Regions from separate parts of the Sus scrofa genome. Here region 1 is linked to region 2. Evidence: chromatin contacts called from public HiChIP or PLAC-seq data. All regions are on one chromosome and are shown on one strand. The core of a region is the stretch at or near the end of the contact, and the rest is flanking DNA. Distances in the headings are between cores, read along the strand shown. Region 1 has its middle 140 kb from the start of BCL6. Region 2 overlaps LOC106508010 (a long non-coding RNA gene).

Region 1 (4,989 bases), core at 1,440-3,939, 85 kb before region 2:
GAAATGACTACCACTGAGTCATAACCCCACTCAGATTCAAAAGACCCCACCTTTTGATGGGAGGTGTGGCAAGTTTCTTGAAGGGCATGTGGTATGGAGAAATTGTTGCAGTCACCTTCAAAAAATGCAATCTGCCAAAGAAAGAGAGCCTGCAACAGTGTCTGCAACAAAAGATTAAGGGTCTCAAACACTGGGAGAAGGGGCAGTTATTTCTGCACTGAGGTTGTTATATACAAAGCACAGTCCCGCATTAACAGATGGGTCCTTTTATGAAGAGACACCAAAAAAATTACCAGCAACGTCCTGTCATGTAACAAAGGAGTGTTTTGAACAAAAACGGGATGGGGGCATTATTAGGGAAGGTCCTGAAATTATATCTGTGCACATCAATGAGCTCGTTGAGATGCTCACAGAAGATGTTTATGGAAGCAAACAGAAAGAGCTCTTTGCTAATGGCCAGATCATAACTTATAAGACCCAACTTCTTATTTGGAACCCTTGGCAAGCTCAGGTTTTCTATATGGCTTAATTATCTTGAATATCCCCATTTTCCTTCTGGCTTAGCTACAGTTGATGCGTTCTGGACAGAAATCAAAAACTCTTTCCCACCCGATTATCCCTCAGTAAGACTATGTTCCAAAAAGAAATATTAATTAATCTATCAGGTTGCTCTTTTATTAATTAACTAATGAACTTTCAAAAGATATTTGACCTTGTGCAGAGTACTATGATATCTCCTGGGGCAAACCAGTCCTGCCCTCAACAGCCAAGAGCCACGCATTCACTAGATAGGGGCTGAGTGAGAGAAGAGGGAGCCAAGTGTGGCCTGAGAATGGAAGCCCAGGCCCAGGTTTCGACTGGTGGATGGAAGGGGCTAAGTGAGATACTGTGTTGAAATCCTGCTGTGTATAGGACCTGGTTTAAACCAGGTGAAGCATTTGGCATGAGGATGGCATTCAGAAAAGTGCACTGGTTTTATTAGGACGTGTGTTTTATTATAATGTAATCCCAACATGAAAGTATGAATAATGACTTCCTGTTTACCAATCACTTTGGTTTTTTTTTTCCATTTTTGTATTTTAAAAAAATGATAGGAATGTAGTTGATTTACAATGTTGTGTTAGTTTCACTTCGATATTTTAAAATCTCATTTAACTATCATAAAAATCTTGTAATTTAGGCCATATAATTATGCCCCCCACCCAAGTTTTACAAATTATGACATTGATATTCTGGGAGGTTAAGTGCCTTACCTGAGGTCTCCTAGTAGATAATTGGCAGAGCTGGGATCTGGAGCCAGGTTACTACCCCAAAGCTACCCATTTCCATCCTACCGAGTGATGTCCTAAATTGCCAAAAGATCTTGTGCAATCATCCATGTCCCGTCCCCCACTCTGGCCTTCGATTCTACATCTGCAAAGTGAGAGGAATTAAATTATGCCTGGCATCCCATCCAGGTCCCAGTGTCTCTGATTAAAAGCGTATGTTCAGGAATGGACCCTGCTTGCTGCCGGGATCCTTGTGCATCTTGAAGCCCAGGCCCAAGGGGCTGGAGCCTGGAGCTGCGCCCAAACACAGCCTGGCTTGGCGTTCAGCACTCTATCTGGCTGCCAAAAGGCCAGAATTCTCTAGAGAATATGAGTCCAATCTGGCCAACTTCTGATGGCCTTAAGTTATCCTCTGACCTCGAACTTCTGATTATCTGAAGTTTATTAAAAAAAAAAAAAGGGCTTAGGAATAGACATTATATCTCTCTGGAGACCCGCTTCCTTTCTTCCTTTAATTACATTCGTTCAACAACAGGGAATGGGAACTAGGCGTCAAGCAGCGTGTCTGTAATCTTTGCTTCTGCTTTTTTTGCAAGTCACATCAAAAGCAGGATTACCAAAAATGTTCCCGGAGTTCCTGTCGTGGCTTAGTGGTAATGAACCCAACTAGTATACATTGAGGACACCGGTTCAATCCCTGGCCTTGAAAAGTGGTTAAAGATCCAGCATTGCCATGAGCTGTGGTGTAGGTCTCAAATGTGTCTCGGATTCTGCGTTGCTGTGGCTGTGGCCAGGCCAGCAGCTGTAGCTCCAATTTGACCCCTAGCTTGGGAACTTCCATATGCTGCGGATGCAGCCCTAAAAAGACAAAAAAAAAAAAAAAGGAGATTCCTTGGCAGGAGGGTTTGTGAAGCCATGTGGCTTCCTCTTGAGAAAGAAAGGAAGACCTAGGTTACATGCATCTTTAAAGTATGAAGATGTGAAATCTATCACATTTGCTAATAACAATGTCTGATATTCAGAGCTGGTCCACTTCAATTACTTTTCTTTTAAATTTTTTCCCCTTTTTGGCTGTGCCTGTGGCATACATAAATTCCTGAGCCAGGGACTGAACCCAAGCCACAGCAGTGACAAAGCCAAATCCTTAACTGCTAGATCACTAGGGAACTCCCAATCGCTTTTAAAAACAGCTTCTTTACTGTCTTGCAAAGGAAATAGGTGAGGAAAATGCTTTCTGTATCTGGCTCCAAGATCAATTGTAAGGCTCAAAGGTAACATTAGATTTAAAGCACAATTCTTTTTCTTCTGCATGATTCCTTCCCCATTTTTGATGGGATGTGAAATGACTCAACGTCACTCAGGAAGCACATTTCTGAGCCATGCTGCAGAGAGTCTTTCTGCATCTTGACCCAGTGTTGCTTCTCCTAGGTCAAGCACCTTGCTTTGGATCTCAGCCATCATCTGGTTTCATTCTGTAGAGACTCAGGTGAAAGATCCTCCTGCCCCCAGGAAAAGGGCCTTTCTCTGCCACTATCCCAGGGCTCTGCATAAGCTGAGGCTGAGGGCCACTCTCTTCTAGCCTCTCTGCCTTCTAAGTTAAGGAGCTGGTTTTGGTTTCATTTCTACTAGAGTGAGGAAAAAAAAGGAGCTGATTTGATCCTTGCTCCACTCCCAGGGCAGAGATCGCTCAGACTTCTCTCCCACAGCCCTCTGTGTGCTGCCAACAGTCCCACAGGCATAAAGAAGAGGGCAATTGCGAGAGTCTGGGGACAGCAGTTTCACAATTCACCACAAGGCTCCAGGGCAGCTTGGAAGAGATGGTTGTAGCCATGTGGGGCAGTAGGTAGAATGCTGGCCTAGACTCCAGTTACTACTCTGCCACTGAAGCACTGTGTGACCTTAGGCACGTTACTGAACCTCTGTAGGCCTCTTTTTCCTCAAGTGTCAAACTAGGAAATCAGATGCTTTATAGAGTAGAAAATTTTCAGATTTGAAAAGTACTTTGGGTATCATCTAGCTCATCCTGTTTAGTTTGTACACTTGGAAACTGAGGACTAGAGAAGGGGAGTAACTTACTAATGACAGGTAAATAACAGGGTAATTTCTAGAAGACAAGACTTCATGTTGCAGTGCTGCTTTGTCTTCTGGATAATTTCCAAGGTTCTCCCCAGCTCCATGAGTCTATACTTTAAAGGCACAGTCCCTTATCAGCTCTGGCTGTCGTCTTTGGGCTTGGTATTGTGTTGGTCACCGCGTGCTTCCTTTGGAACTCTTGGTGACACTGCTTCTGTCCAGATACTTTCCCCATTACAGGATTCTTCAATTTCGTGTAAGGCTGGGCAAATGATCTGCTTAGCCACACCTCTGGCAGTCCTGTTGTAATGCTTATAATGGTCTAGGCTCATTTCAGACAGAAAATTCAGACAGGGTGTTGGGCAAGAGCAGGGTCAGCTTGGTGACTTGGCCTCGTGTATAGACAGAGACATTGCAGTAACTGCCAAGAGACCTATGTCCAGCTTGGCCCCTGAGTCACTTAGTGACCTTGAACAAGCCACATTTCCCTTCCAAGCCTCAATATCTCCATATTTAAAACTTGTTGATTGAAGTAGATAATTCCTAAGGTACCTTCCAGCTCTGCTATTCCATAGCAGAAACTTGCCCAAACTTTTAATTCCTTAGGGGATCTTGCTTAGAAACTAAGAGAATGATCTTCATCACAGGAAGTCTGAGAATGCTTGCAGGATAATAAAATAAGTATTAGGCAAAAAAATAAGAATTTTATGTAGCCCTTTGCTTTTGGATCATATTTTCTAATGTCTATATCAAATAATTGCGTCATAACCATGTTTCAATTTTCATATGAAGAGAGGAAGAAGGAGAAATAGAAGTAACAATTGCTATAGAAATTAGCCAAGCTTTATCAAAATACGATCTCATTTGGTAGGACATAACTGGATCCTCAGCTTCATAGATGTAGATTCTGCCTTCAGCACTCATATCTACCAGGGAGCTCCAGCATAGAGATAAGGGAGCCAAATACAAAGGATGAGATTTTAAAGCCTGTATAAAGGACAGAGGGGAGAGAGATCACTTACTGTTTAGGGGTATCAGAAAAGTCTTCATGGAAACATTTGCATTTGATTTTGGCTTGGGGAAATAAATAGTCAATGAGAAGCACGAGGAGGCCAATCAGAGGAAATACTATGAACAAAGGCAGAAGCAGGGAAAGCATGTGAAGTCTGGTGACCCGTGAATTGGTAGTTTGTTTGGCTAGGGCACAAAACTGTGATATTATTAGTCAGAAAGAAGACTAATTGAATTCATGTGTTATACCTCCCTGGCTAACACATAAGTTATGTTAGGGCAAAAATATTTGTTCAATTCATTTTTGTAACCCTATCAAAGATGACACATAATCATTTCTCAAAATTCATTTAATGAATAAAATAAATTATATTATGTGGTAATTTTTCCTGCAAACCATCCATGCACTGTGTAAACATAAGTCAATTTTAACATGATACTTATCGTGTTGACTGTTGCGGATTTGAAGTGCCATCCCTCAGCCCTTTGAACGTAGATAGGTGATTTCATCTGGGGAAGGAGGTTGTGTCATATTCATCTGCTTCTAGCAGTTCAAATGTGATATGTACAAGAGGCTGAATTCAGCAACTCTGATGCAGAAATAAGCCCAACAACCATAGTCCCTTGGATAGCCTAT
Region 2 (4,511 bases), core at 689-3,188:
AAGTATTTGTTTGCACTGTGGATACAAAGGTAAAGAAAAACATACTAGTTCAGCTACTTAGACCAGGGGTCAGCAAACTATGCCCAATGGGCCAAGGCTGGCTCACCATCTATTTTTGTGAATGAAGTCTTATTAGAAGACAACCACACCATTCATTTACGCATTGCCTATGGTTGATTTCCCTCTCCAGCTGCAGAGTTGTGTAGCTCTGACAGAAACTGTACATCCTACAAAGACAAAAAGGTTTATTATCTGTAAGCTGTTCCTTTACAGAAAAAGTCTATTGACCTGGTTTGTCCCCTGGTTTAAAAGTCTTTAAAATATGCTAGAGATAGTGCCATGTAGAGTGAGGACAGAGTTCAGGGTTCCATGGGAAACCTACCACAGACTTGGAAAGTCAAGGAATGCCACGTGACCAGGACCAGGGGGGCAGAGATCACGTATGTCTTGCTCAGTGTTGTATTACAAGTGCCTGCAGGTTGCCTGGCATATATCAGATTGCTTAGCAGATATTTATGGAGTGAATGGATGAATGAATGGGGTTATTTCTAAGGTGAGAGTGAGAGGATGATTGGAGTAATTTAGGAGGAGTATAGAGGGATGGGTAGGAAAGGAGCATATCACATGCTCCTGAGGCAAGAGAGAGCCAGGTACTGTGGAAAGAGGATGTGGTTCAACTGAGATGGGAGTGTGGTGTTTAGGAGTGGGGTTTGGAAGTCGAAAGGAGACAAGGCTGGAAGGTACACAGGAGTCAGACCAGGAGTGCCACTTAAACCTCATTATGGAGTTAGGCCTTTATTCTGAAGGCCACAGAGAGCCACTGGTAAGTTGTAAGCAGGGCAAGAACAAGTTGAGATTGTTCTTTCTAAAAGACCACTTTGGCTGCTCTGTGGAAAATCAATTAGAAGCACGGTAAGACCAGGACATGGCTTATGAAGAGCCATGACAGAATTCCAGAGGCCTGCACTAAAGACGTGATATTGATGCTAGGGATCAGTGGACTGATCTGAGAGATACTTAGGAAGGAGAGTTAATAGGACTTACTGGCTGAGCATTGGGGATGAGGAGTCAGAGAGAGGAGTTAAAGATGAAAAGATTTCTGTCTTGAGAAGCTGGACGAAAGGTAAGACCCTTCACTGAAGTGAGGAACACATGAGGAATGAAAGGCCAAGAGGAAGAAAAATATTGGCTCCGTTTGGGGCACACTGCATTAGAGGTACCTAGGAGATATTCATAAGGAAGTTAAATGTGTGAGTGTAACTGGATAAGTGGATCATCCATCCTAAAAACCAAAAGAGGAGTCATTACAATCTAATAAGCAATTAAAGCCATTAGCATAGGTCAAATTTCCTAGGGAGAGTATGTGGAGTGAGAAAAGAAAAGAGTCAAAGAAAAAATTTCAGAACCCCAAAGAATGCCAAAATTTACTGGAGGAGCAGAGCTCGAGCAATCTTTAAAAGAGCCAGAGAGAGAATCCAGGAAGAAAACCAGTTTTGTGTCACAGAACCAAGGGACAGGATCTAGCAGGGTTAAGAGTGTCAAATAATTAAGGAACATTTACTGCAATAGAGATTGAAGCAGAAATGGAGCAAGGACAACCTATTGTGGTCCTTCAGGCCACAGCTCTGGGAGGATGATCAGAGCTGAACAAGACTCCAGTGACCTGAACCATGACTGGGAGGTGAGGATATGGAGACAGCATGGACCATGGATGAAGGAATTGGGGCGGGTGGGACAGCTGCCCCGAGAGGTTTCTTTTCTTTTCTTTCTTTGTCTTTTTTTTTTAAGTTAGGAGAAATTTCATCATGCTTAAACATTAACTGTGAGGAAACAATGGCCTCATTTTAATAAATCACTAGGGAAAAACCTGGCTTCTTCAGATGACTTCATATCCCATTAGAAAAAGAAAACGCAGTAACCCAACATGTTCTCTTTTTGTACTTGGTTCCAGGAAGCTGAGATTCAAATTCAGTTCCCCCTAGATGTCTGGTAGTATTTACTGCCACTTCCTTCACCTGCTTTCTGTTCTGTTTTGTATTTCAGTATCTTGTTTGTAAAGAGTAATTATCATGAGCAGTTTGCAAGGCACTTTCATACATGATGTGTCACAGTGTTCATCCTCCGTTAGATACGAGTGTAATGAGTGCCCACGATGGCCATACACTTTGCTCCATGTAGCAGACACAGTGGTGAGTAAAACAACACGGCTGCTTTGCTTACAGGCTGGTTGAGGAGACATATGAACTGAATTAGTACAGCAATAATTATGCTGTGGTAAGTGGAACAAAGGAAAGCACAGGAAGCCCTGGAGTCTGAGGGGTGAGGCGGAGTGTCTAAGCATGAACAGACTTGGACATAGCTAGGGAAACCTCCAGTCAGAATGAAATCTCCCCCATGGAAACCCGTTCAGTGATCATACAGCTTCTGCCTGGACACTGGAAGTGATGGAAACCAGTGCTGCATTTTTGGACCATACAAATAGTCCAAAATGAGCAGAATTTGGCTCATGTAACCTCTGCCCAGAGACCTATACCTTCAGCTCACACAAATAAGCTTAGCTTCTCTCTTGTGAGGTCTTTCACAGCTGGAAGATGGCAGTAGAAAACTCCCATAAACACACACTTGTAGATAGAACTGCTCTCTCAGTTCTAAATCAACTTAGAATAAAGTTTTCCAATTTCCTAATTTACTTTTCTAGATGATGTCATGTTTAGAGACACTTCTAATTGTTTGCAAACATTGATCCTTAGCTGCTTCTGTAGAAACACAGCTCCTTGCTCCCATGTACAGAATTGCTAGCTAAATAACTGCTGTCTGACTAACAAGTCCATACATGGGGGAGCAAGGAGTGGTAAAACAGACCAGCTTCTCTTGCAGCTATGTGCAGCAGATTACAAGCAAATTTTTAGCAATCAGCTTTCAAGGAAGAAAAAAAAAGCCTTGATTTGTAGCCTTTGCCAATTTCTGTGGTGTTAATTCTCTCATGTCTGATTTCAAGCGGCCAACATGACCCAGTGAACATTGAGTTGGGAGGAAATGCACACAATGGGCTTTCATATGCCCTGGGACTGGACTCCAGCACAACACTGACTAGGTGGACCAGAAGATGAAGTTCTCTATGGGATGTGAGTGGAAGCAATGTGCACAACTGCCCAAATGTGCCTTAAATGTGCATGGGATACCTCTACTTCCCCCTTTTCTCCTTCCAATGGTCTGGAATCCAGACATGGCAAATAATCCATCTTACACCATATAGTTAAGGGCAACTTCAGAGAGATGGCAAAACAACAAGATAGGAGGAGTCTGGCTTCCAAATATTTTAGATCTACCTCACTAGCCCTAGTTTCCCCATGGGTATTTTTATCTTAAAAAGAAAGAAATTTCTAACTTCTTTCAGCCGGTACTACTTTGGGTCTCTCAGAACAAGTGAAATTCTATCCCAAGTGACAGAGTCATACATTACAGTATGGCAACCAGACCACTGCTCTAACATCATGCAAAATCCTGCTACTTACAAGGCACAGTATGAGCAGGTGAATTAGACACACTCCCTCCTCCAGGAAGCCAGTCCAGGATGAAAGACGTCAGGTACTCAAATTGCTGTGAGGCAAGCGAGAGGTTTTGAGTGCTCTGAGGTAGTGAGGGTGGTCAACCATGCAGATTTAAAGGGGGGGGGTGCTGATGATGATGACGGCAGTGATGGTGATGAATGAGGCAATATTTGGACTCAACCTTCAAAGACAGTTATAATTTTGACAAATAGAAAAGAGCAAGGCATGTCAGGCAGAGGGATTGTACTTTTCATTCAGGTTTTAGATTCCAGTCATTCTGAAAATGTGAGCCCTCAGAAAATCTCCAGACTGTTATTTTTTTTCTTTCATAATAGAACAGGTTAATATTGTAAAACTATGACAAAAATGTTCCAAATATTTAAGAGAATCGATTGTTTTCCAAGTCTCTGACCCCCTCATTTACAAAGAGTCCTTGATTTGTTCATTTCAAAGCAGTCTGGCGGATTAATTAAAGCATTCCTCTAAGAGCTTTCCTAAGCAGATCTTTCTGAGCTTATTTCAAATTACAAAAGGTGCATAGAGACACTAAAACTTTATTCCTTAAAAAAATCTATAATGCAAACTTTTCACTAATGCAAAAAGGTGTCTCTTCCAATTAGTTTTCCTTAAGAAAAGAAAGGATGCCTTATGTCTCTTTTTATTGCTCTGTGATACCCAGTACAGCAGTGAGCACAAGAAAAGCTCTCGGTAAATATGTATTAATCTGAATATGAGTCACAGAATTTGAGATTATGAAGGAGGATGTTGGGATTGTGGGGTGAGGAAGGGACTGCATAAATGGCCTGGGGATATGTGAAAAGGTCTGGCATATGCCTGGTAAAGTCTTAGGAGGGAGCTTTGAGATTCCCCCCACAGATGCTGGCAGTAATGTCCCAATCTCCTCTTCCCTTCATTTCACAGGTCAGATGGTAGAGGCCCTGAAGGAAAATGACCTTGAGG

What was found. HiChIP or PLAC-seq counts read pairs in DNA pulled down with a chosen protein or histone mark.
Region 1: an H3K27ac HiChIP or PLAC-seq map of alveolar macrophages shows a contact between it and region 2. The contact joins two enhancer-like sites. A contact is called at or near these places in 3 of 47 Hi-C or Micro-C datasets (epiblast stem cells, heart right ventricle and liver) and 2 of 2 datasets of contacts at active chromatin or transcription factors (alveolar macrophages and skeletal muscle).

What each region holds. Positions count from the first base shown.
Region 1 is chr13:125,525,406-125,530,394 of Sscrofa11.1, reverse strand. No RefSeq gene overlaps it. Among named protein-coding and RNA genes, the nearest start is that of BCL6, 140 kb to the right of the region's middle. Within about 2 kb of position 2,689, at least 26 of the 83 cell types and tissues checked have an H3K27ac peak or open chromatin away from gene starts, as enhancers often do. A contact at or near this core is called in alveolar macrophages, where this site is marked.
Region 2 is chr13:125,440,283-125,444,793 of Sscrofa11.1, reverse strand. LOC106508010 (a long non-coding RNA gene) reads right to left here. Exons shown (of 7, transcript XR_001304509.2): 2 at 3,516-4,511. Among named protein-coding and RNA genes, the nearest start is that of BCL6, 53 kb to the right of the region's middle. Within about 2 kb of position 1,938, at least 5 of the 83 cell types and tissues checked have an H3K27ac peak or open chromatin away from gene starts, as enhancers often do. A contact at or near this core is called in alveolar macrophages, where this site is marked.